Linked DNA regions of Ovis aries: region 2 is linked to region 1. A link is a contact called in public Hi-C data. All regions are on one chromosome and are shown on one strand. The core of a region is the stretch at or near the end of the contact, and the rest is flanking DNA. Distances in the headings are between cores, read along the strand shown. Region 1 holds the start of BAHCC1 (BAH domain and coiled-coil containing 1). Region 2 overlaps LOC132657355 (a long non-coding RNA gene).

What was found. Hi-C and Micro-C count contacts between places; a contact is called where the count stands out from the background.
Region 2: a contact with region 1 is called in a Hi-C map of hypothalamus, with 3 times the contacts expected there. The contact joins the enhancer-like site here to the promoter of BAHCC1 in region 1. A contact is called at or near these places in 12 of 16 Hi-C or Micro-C datasets (blood, hypothalamus, liver and 6 more).

What each region holds. Positions count from the first base shown.
Region 1 is chr11:50,857,261-50,861,550 of ARS-UI_Ramb_v3.0, reverse strand. It overlaps BAHCC1 (BAH domain and coiled-coil containing 1), which reads left to right and starts at 3,002. Exons shown (of 28, transcript XM_042256754.1): 1 at 3,002-3,180.
Region 2 is chr11:50,892,343-50,896,193 of ARS-UI_Ramb_v3.0, reverse strand. It overlaps LOC132657355 (a long non-coding RNA gene), which reads left to right. Exons shown (of 2, transcript XR_009595374.1): 2 at 1-1,979. Among named protein-coding and RNA genes, the nearest start is that of BAHCC1, 36 kb to the right of the region's middle. Within about 2 kb of position 2,468, at least 49 of the 54 cell types and tissues checked have an H3K27ac peak or open chromatin away from gene starts, as enhancers often do. A contact at or near this core is called in hypothalamus, liver, muscle and 1 more, where this site is marked.

The DNA.
Region 1 (4,290 bases), core at 1,753-4,252:
GACGGAGAGTGGGGGCCTGGAGGCCCTTCCCCCACGTGGTGGTCCAAGGCTGAGCCCCTTTCCGACTCCAGCGCACCCCGGGGGCCCGCGCTGGCAGGCGCTCAGGGAGCTAGGTGCAACTACAGGGATACTGAGGGTAGGCAAGGTATTCTTTCTCTTGGGTTGAGGATTTTTCTCTCATACATTTTCTCATTTTTAAAAATTTCAAGTGGAGCTTACAAACTTCAGTTATAAGAAAAAGTTTCTGCGCCAGAAAACAAGATCATCAGAGACAGTAATCCGGAACCCAGATTCCAAACGTCCGGAGGCGAGGAGCACCCTGCTGGGGGTCAGGACTCCGAGGGCTGCGGGAAGCTGGCGGGACTCCTGGGCGTGCGGAACAGGCAGTCTCGGCGTGCCAGGTCACCGGTTCCGAGGAGGCGGTGCGAGGCCGGTGTGCTCCGGGACCGGGACCGCACAGCTAGCCGCTCCCAGCCCTAGCTCCGGCTGCTCCTGGCCCTGCGCTGGATCCCGGAGCCATGGCCACCCCTCCTGCCCGCCCACCCTTCCGAGGACGCGATTTCTCCGCAGCCGGGCCGGTCTCAGGCTGGCTTTGCACGGTGTGCATGGGAAGCCGGCCGCCCCCGCACGCACCCGCTGGGGCAGGACCTGGAGGAACCCGTCCCCTCAACTCGCTCCGGAGCCGATGCTTTGACTTCCTCCGGAAACCACGGCCCAAGCCCTGAGGTCTGCGCCAGAACTGTCCCCCCCACCCCACCCCACGCCCCGCATTGGCGGATGCGCCCAACCCGCGCCGGCACCCGCCCTCGGGCCCGCACCCGGGACCTAATTCAATCGCCCCCGGCCTAATGAATAGCCGTGCGCTAATCGGATCTCCGAGGGCTTTATGGATTTATACGTGCCGCCTCCTCTCCCGCTGCCGACGCGCGCCACCTCGGTGGCTTCCGAAGGCACGGGCTTAGGGACTGGCCAGGGGCTCAGGCCGTGGGGGACAGGGGTCCTCGTCACCTGGCAGGGGTGTCGCTGGAGCCGGGACTCAGGACCGCGCCGGCCGAGTCCTGCGTCCTAGGCCCGGGCCGCGGAGCGTGGCGCTTACCTGCCAGCCCCGGACTCTCCGGAGCTGCCCGGCCGCGCCGCCCAAAGCGGGCTCCCACTTCCGGAGCCCAGTCCGCGGCCCAAGCCCCTACCCAGGTCAGAGATGCCCGCGGGGGAAGGCCGGCCGGAGCCTTGCGCCCGGCTTCCCCTTTCTCTCTGGATTCCTTTGATCCGCAGGCTCTTCGCCGCACCTCGGCTCCAAGGCTGCCAGGGTCGGCCCGCGGGGGTCCTGGAAACGGTCCCTAGCTTATCTCCTTTCATCAAGCGGCCTGGGGCCGCCTTGAAACCGCGGAGCCAGTAATTGCTTTTTTCAGGAGGCCCTGTGCGGACTGGACAACAGCCAATCAGCGCCTTGTTTACACTCGGTGATTGACAGCCTGCTGGCCGAGTGCCAGCCAATCCTGACGGTCCCTAGGGAGCGGGCGGGGGGGCGGGGAAAGAAAGGTGACAACAGAAGGCCTCTGGCTTAACCCGTTCCTGTCCCTACCGGTGGAGAAGGAAATGGCAACCCACTCCAGTATTCTTGCCTAGAGAATCCTGTGGACGGAGGAGCCTGGTGGGCTGTGTCCATAGGGTCGCACAGAGTCGGACACGGCTGAAGCGACTTAGTATGCATGCATGCATTGGAGAAGGAAATGGCAACCCACTCCAGTATTATGGCCTGGAGAATCCCAGGAACAGAGGAGCCTGGTGGGCTGCCGTCTATGGGGTCGCACAAGACTGAAGCGACTTAGCAACGGCGGTGGCAGCGGCTGTCCCTACCGGAATGAGCCGGTGGATACCGCGCGGGCCCGAGTTGGTTGGCATCTAGTTAAATACCATTTTTTTCCCCCTGAGGGGGAAGCAGAGCTGCACCTGGAGGAGTGAAAATAATGTATCCATCGCCACTAAGATATAGACTTGACTCCCGAGCATAAATAGCATCGTTGGGAAACCAAACTCTAACAGAAATATTTGGAGAATAACCTAAAAAATAGTTTGCATCTGATTACGATGAAGATATTTGTTTAGGGGCTTTTCTATTTAGGGCAAGAATTTATCATATGCAGGAGAGCGATATTGAAAAAATACTGTACATATCAAGGTGAACATATTTTTAAAATCTAGTTGCAGATGAAGAAAGGGCAATCTTTGTCATGGCCATAAATCCCCGGTTTTCATTTTCATCAGTGCTGGGTTGCAAAAATATAGCCATGGGGAATAAAAACAGGGTCCGCAGATACGTGGCCAGAGACACAAAACCTTCTCCCCAGATTCTGATCCCTGGGGCAAGAGGAGGAGAGGACAAGGCTGGCGACTCAAGAGTCCGTGGTACCCAGACTTCGAGAGTGTAGGCATTCCTGAGCTTGGTCAGAGCAGGTGGAGCCTCGAAGTGGTAGTAGGGCCAGGCAACCCGAGGAAGCCTCTATGCTTGGATCTCGGGCCTACCTGTGCCGGGTTCAGCCACCTGCCAGACATCCCAAGTATTTTAAAAAGCATCTGCTTCAACGCGTGTTGCTGTATCATCTGGCCTCTGTGCACTGGACGCCAAACGTTAGACCTGCTGGGTTAAATTTAAAAAAAAAAAAAAAAAGCAAAAGCCTTCTCCTCGGCGTGGATAAGCGCTCCCACTCGGCCCTGCTCCCTCTCCCGCCCTGCGCCAACACATTCCCATTCAGCAGCAACGATCTGCGCAAAGGAGCTGCGCAGTCGCCGGGCTTGAATTAGGCGCCATCGGGCTCGGTAGTAGCCCTGCTGCTCCCTGATTGGCAGCTCCCTGGCCCGGCGCCAGCCTATTGGGAGGCCTGTTTACGCCGAATGAGTGGCACGAGCTCCCGGCCGCGGAGGGCCGCGCGGCCAATCAGCGCACCGGCTGCTCCGGGCTGAGTGGCACGAGCTTATTAGTATGCAGGGCCCGTGGCTCGCCGCGCCGGGCTGCAGGTTTGAGAGCCGCTCTGGATGGGCTCGCTAGAGTCGTTGTTGTGGAAGCGGTGCATTTACAGTGCAACAGTCAGCACATTGAAAATACCAATAGGAATACAAAACAAAGTCACATTTACTGGTTTAATTGTATTGCATTCAATTGTATCCAGGAAACAACCTCCAGTAAGTAACTGAAATTGCTTTCATTTTTTTTTGTTTTTGTATTTTTATTATTATTTTATTTTTATTTTGGCTTTGGGGATTTACATTTTTTTTTTTTTTAGTAAGAGAAATTCAGGGTTGCGATGTTAAGAAGTATATATCTTCCCTTTTTAAAAATCCGTTATAATGTCGAACAGGCTTTTTTTTTTTTTAATGGACTATATGTAAGAGAGATTTTTTTTCCCCCTCTGAAAAATCTTATCGATCGGTTTAAAATTCCCCCTGTAATGCGTCCTTGCTTTGCTCTGAGCGCTTGTTGTGTCGATCGACACCCAGCATTAAAAATAAATAATCGCGACAGGACAGGGACCGCCAGGCTGCGTCCGGCGAAAGCCGCGCGGGCCGCTCCGGCTAGACAGCCGGCGAGGTCCCGGACGCAGCCAACGCGCTCCGGCTCTGGAGGCACCACGAACGAACCCCAATTGTTTGCACCCCCCCACCACGTTGCTCCCCTCCCCCGAGCAGCCTTGGGTCAGCCCCGCCCGGTCGCTCCACGGCGCCGGGAACCGGCTGGCTCGCGCTGGCCGAGGCGGCTGAGCCGCCTACTAGAGGGTCTTGCCGGCCGTCAGCCGCGTGCGGGGCGAGGGACCGGGCGGAGAGGGGTAACGGCGAGGTTCGTGGGGGTTCGCTTTCCAGAACCTAATTCATTTCAGGACATTTCAGAAAAAATTTTCCTGGGCGGCTGAGGGTGGCGGAGGGGGCCAAGCGAGGTCAGCGCAGAGTGGCTTTCTCACCGAGCGCATTCCGGGCGGCATGCAGGGCTCAGACCACCACCCCTGAGACGGCATCTGCGGACGGGTGCGCCTTGGGTTGCGGGGGCCAGGAGCGGCCACGGACCTCGGTCCTCTCCTGGCGGAGGTAGGGTGGGTGTCGGGCGCGACCGTTTCGCAGGGAGCGGGTTCTACGGCGGCGCCCAAGCAGCACGCGCCGGGTGTGCGCGGGCCCCAGCCCAGCCTGCAGGCCCCACAGCGCCAGCGCACCGGGAGACGGCGCTGGAGGATGCGGGCGGCCGAAGCAAAGGGAGGGTTTTCGGTGTTTAAATTAAAACCGAAGCAAAACCGAAGGAGCCGC
Region 2 (3,851 bases), core at 1,219-3,718, 35 kb before region 1:
GAGTGTAAGGAATCCAGGGGACCATAAATCTTCGTTGCCTTTTCCACTCGAATCGGGAGCCTTTTATGGCTTGTTGAGTTTTAAGTATTTCGAGAGAAGTGAGGTTCCGGGTTTTGGTGGACGCGGGTCTATGTCGGGAGCGCCACGCCGGGCGAGCGGGGACGGGCGCCGCCGGGACACCGCGAACCTCTCGGTTCTTCCGGGGAAGGTGGAAGCTGAAACTGCGTTTTATCCCCAGGAGAGGCCTTTCCCGCCCACCGGGTCCCTCGCTCCGGAGCCCGGTAATCAGGCTTCCCCAGAGCGGTGGAGGCTCGCGAACTGGGTATTGGTACACATGAGGACTCTGGGGAGTTGATTCCTTTTCTTTCCAACCCAAACTCCGATGGGAATATTCGCTGGTGCGCGGGAACTGGGAGGTTTTTACTTCGGGCCCGATTTGAATCCTTTCACCTGGGCCCTTTGTTCCGACTTATGGCGGGGTGGGGGTGGGGGGGGGGGAGCGGGCACCGTAGAAAATGACACAAAATTAACCCCTCCCTTTTAACCATCAAATCCCTAATTTTCAGTCTTCCCTTAAAGGCAAGCAATACGTTTCACTCTATGGGGTATTTTTCCCCACCGGGTGGAGACCAAATTGCCAATTTCTCATCGATCTAGCCCTCTGCTTTTCCTGAAACAGTCTCCAAACAAAAATATCCCATATCCAAACATCACCTAAAACTCCATTAATCAGGTAAGAAAATGGGAAGAAAGTGAAATGTGCATTCTCTCTCTCAAAGTCTCCCTAAATAAAAGCGCGCCCTTTCCTTCAACTGTCTCCACCATTCCCCTTTGTGTAAAGGCTGTCCCATCCTAAGAACTGGGGCGGGGGAAACTAGACATTCACATTCGGAAGAGTTCTCCCCAGGAAACGATTCTCCTAAGACTTCTTTTGTTTGAAGTGGGCATGGGGGAGGGGAAGGAGTCCGCCCCAGGCCAGCTAAAGGGCCTCCCCAAACCACCAAAAAGCAAAACCCAAGGGCCTCCCCTAACAGGCAAGTCTGGGACTCGTGTGGGTAACTACTGGACAAGGGGACCTGTCCGCCTAGCGAGGGACCAAGGTTGGGTTTCCCCATCCCGAGTTTCCAGCGATCGTCTCTCAGAACTGAGCGGCCCCGCTTGAAAATTCCTTGGGTTCCAGGGGGTACGGGTGGGAGAGACTGCACAAAGCCCCATGGCCCCAGCCCCGGAGCCGAGGAAGGGCGCGTGGTCTCCTCGGCAAATTAAACGCAACCTAGAGTAAACGGGACAGGCTTTTGCAAAGAGACATTTGCTCCGAGCCCCAAGGTGGAGTAGGGAACAGTCCTCTGACCGAGCCCACAGGCACAGACTAGGCCAGTGTGTACCCCGACTTCAGCGGCCCTCCCCGAGCCCTGCAGAAAGACACGTGTGCAGCGAAAGGCTCTTACACACCAGCCGGGTTTTTATTTTTTTCCTACCCGGAGTGCGCTCTAGGCGCGCGGGAAAAAAGGAAAACGCACGTACCTGGCGGCGCTCAGAGGGCGGCCTCGCGGGCCCGCCGCTGGCGAGGGGGCCGCCAGAAGCCACTCCCCGCCCGGCCGGTCGCCACACGGCCCATCCCTCCCTCCCAGGCGACGCACCCCGCCGAGCCAACTCTCCAGGAAGCGCGACGAGCTTCCCGTCCGCGCGCCGGACACGTCTTCCAGCGCCAGGGCCCGCATCTCCTCCCTGCGAGCGGACGCGCAGAGGAACCCTGAGGCCCGACAGTTCCGGAGAGGGGCTACGAGGCCAAGGGGCAGCGCGTCCCGCCGCTAGGCTGCGGCTCCGGTTGCACGTCCAGACCTGGGTCCGGGCGCGTCCTTCTCGACCCAGGTTCCCGCTTTCCCACGTTCGCGGCTGAGCTAGCGGAGACGGACGCGGAACCCTCGGGGAAGACAAGGAGGCAGCGGCGGCCGCGGTCGGCGCAGGAGCCCCGGGGCGGGAGGGGTGCTGGGCGGAGGGGCGGGCGGGTTCCCGCCGCCCCGCGCCCTGCGGCCGCCGCCCTCCAGGAGCGCTCGGCCCCGCCCCCGCGGAGGGGCCCCGCCCCCGCCTCCACCCGGCATTGGAGTCCTCCCCCTCGAACACCCCCGCACTCTCCCTCCTCGCCTTAAACCCCTCGCCTCTCCCCGCTCCCCGCCCCCGACCTCGAGCCCCCCTGTCCTCCCCTTCCAGCGCGGTTCCGTGCCCCCGCCCCTCGCTTCTTACCCCCCCATCCTCGCTCTTCCACCCCTCCCCCACTCGCTGTCCTCCCGCCCCGCCTTCCCCTGCTCAGTCCGCGCCCCCGCCCCCGCCCCCGCCTCCGTCCCCGCCCCCGCCCCCGCCTGCGCGGGTGTTCCCCCGGTTCCGGCCCCAGCTCTCTTTCTCCCCTCCCCTCTGGCCTCCTCCACGCCTTCCCCATCCGCTCCCGGCCCAATCGCCGCCCGCCGCCGCCGCTCCCTTTGTCTAAGCCGCGGCCGCCGGCCAATGGGATCTCGCGGAGACGCGGGCGGTGCGCGTCTGAGCCAATGGGCTGGCCGGGCGGGTCGAGGAGGAAGGCGCCGCGGACTCCGAGTCGGGCAGGCCTGCGCCGGGGCCCAAGCGGAGCTTCGAAAACGGCTGACTCGCCGCCCAAGACCCCGCGCTTTGTACCTCCGAATCCGCCCTCCGGAAAAATGCCCTGGAGTGCAGAGGGGGTGGGGGTGACACCGCGTGGCAGCTCCGGAGCAGGGGGCCCAGGGGATTTGCCTAAGAACCGCCCGTCGCTTTCTGCCCCGGGGTCCGCCCCCATATCTCTCCGGGGACTTGAAATGCAGCACTCTGGAAGGGAAAGAGGATGCCCTGAGAGCGTCCCGGGGCTCCGGAGTGGGGCGCTACTCAGGGGCCTCGCCACCAGGAACTGTCCCCTGGGATAGGGTTGGGGCCCAGGAGCCAGTCCTGGCCTCACTTCTTGCCTGGCGTCTGTCTCAGGGTCACCGCAAATGAGGGGTGGCCCCTGTCGTCCCGGGCTGGGTCATACTGAAGGGAGGAAAGACGCCGCCCCGGGACTCTGAGATATGGACCCTCCACGGCTGGGGCTGCAGATCTGCTGCTCTTTGCACTCTGCCCGCAGGTGGGGTTCTTCCCAGTTTACGGGTGGAGGAGGGGTCACAGCCAGGGCCTCTGCCTCTGCCCTCACCTGAGCCCTATGGGGATGAGCATAGTTCTCACCCTTTAATTACTTCCCTGCTGCCGCCCCAGAAAGGAGGAAGGTAATCCCAAATTACTAGTTCCCATCTTTTCATAAAAAGCAGGTTGGCTTGCTTTTAGAGAAGTTGAGCCCAGTGCAGTCCTGCACATTCTTTGAAAGCACCAGAAAGACAGGAGAAGGAAATACAACCGGTGGTCCCAGGCCTCAGGAAGGGTGGTTTCTAAACTTTTCTTGGTCTCCAAGTAAGTATTAGTTGCTCAGTCGTGCGCGACTTGGCGATCCCATGGACTGCAGCCCATCAGGCTCCTCTCTCCATGAGATTTTCCAAGCAAGGATAGTGGAGTGGGTTGCCATTTCCTTCTCCAGGGCATCTTCCCAACCCAGGGATCAAACCCGGGTCTCCTGCATTGCAGGCAGATTGTTTACCTACTGAGCTACAAGAGAAGCCCTTGGTTTCCAAACCTCTGTTCAAATTTTGATGACAAATAAGAGTAGGAACTGAAGCAAAAGAGCTGAGCTGAACCTTATGTGTGGGTAAGATGGCAATGGCAGAGGGACCTGCCCTGTCACAAATGTCCTGGGACCTGCTGGATTTGGCCTGAGAATTGTCATCACTGGGCTGCTGCCACCAAAGTTATGGTTCAGT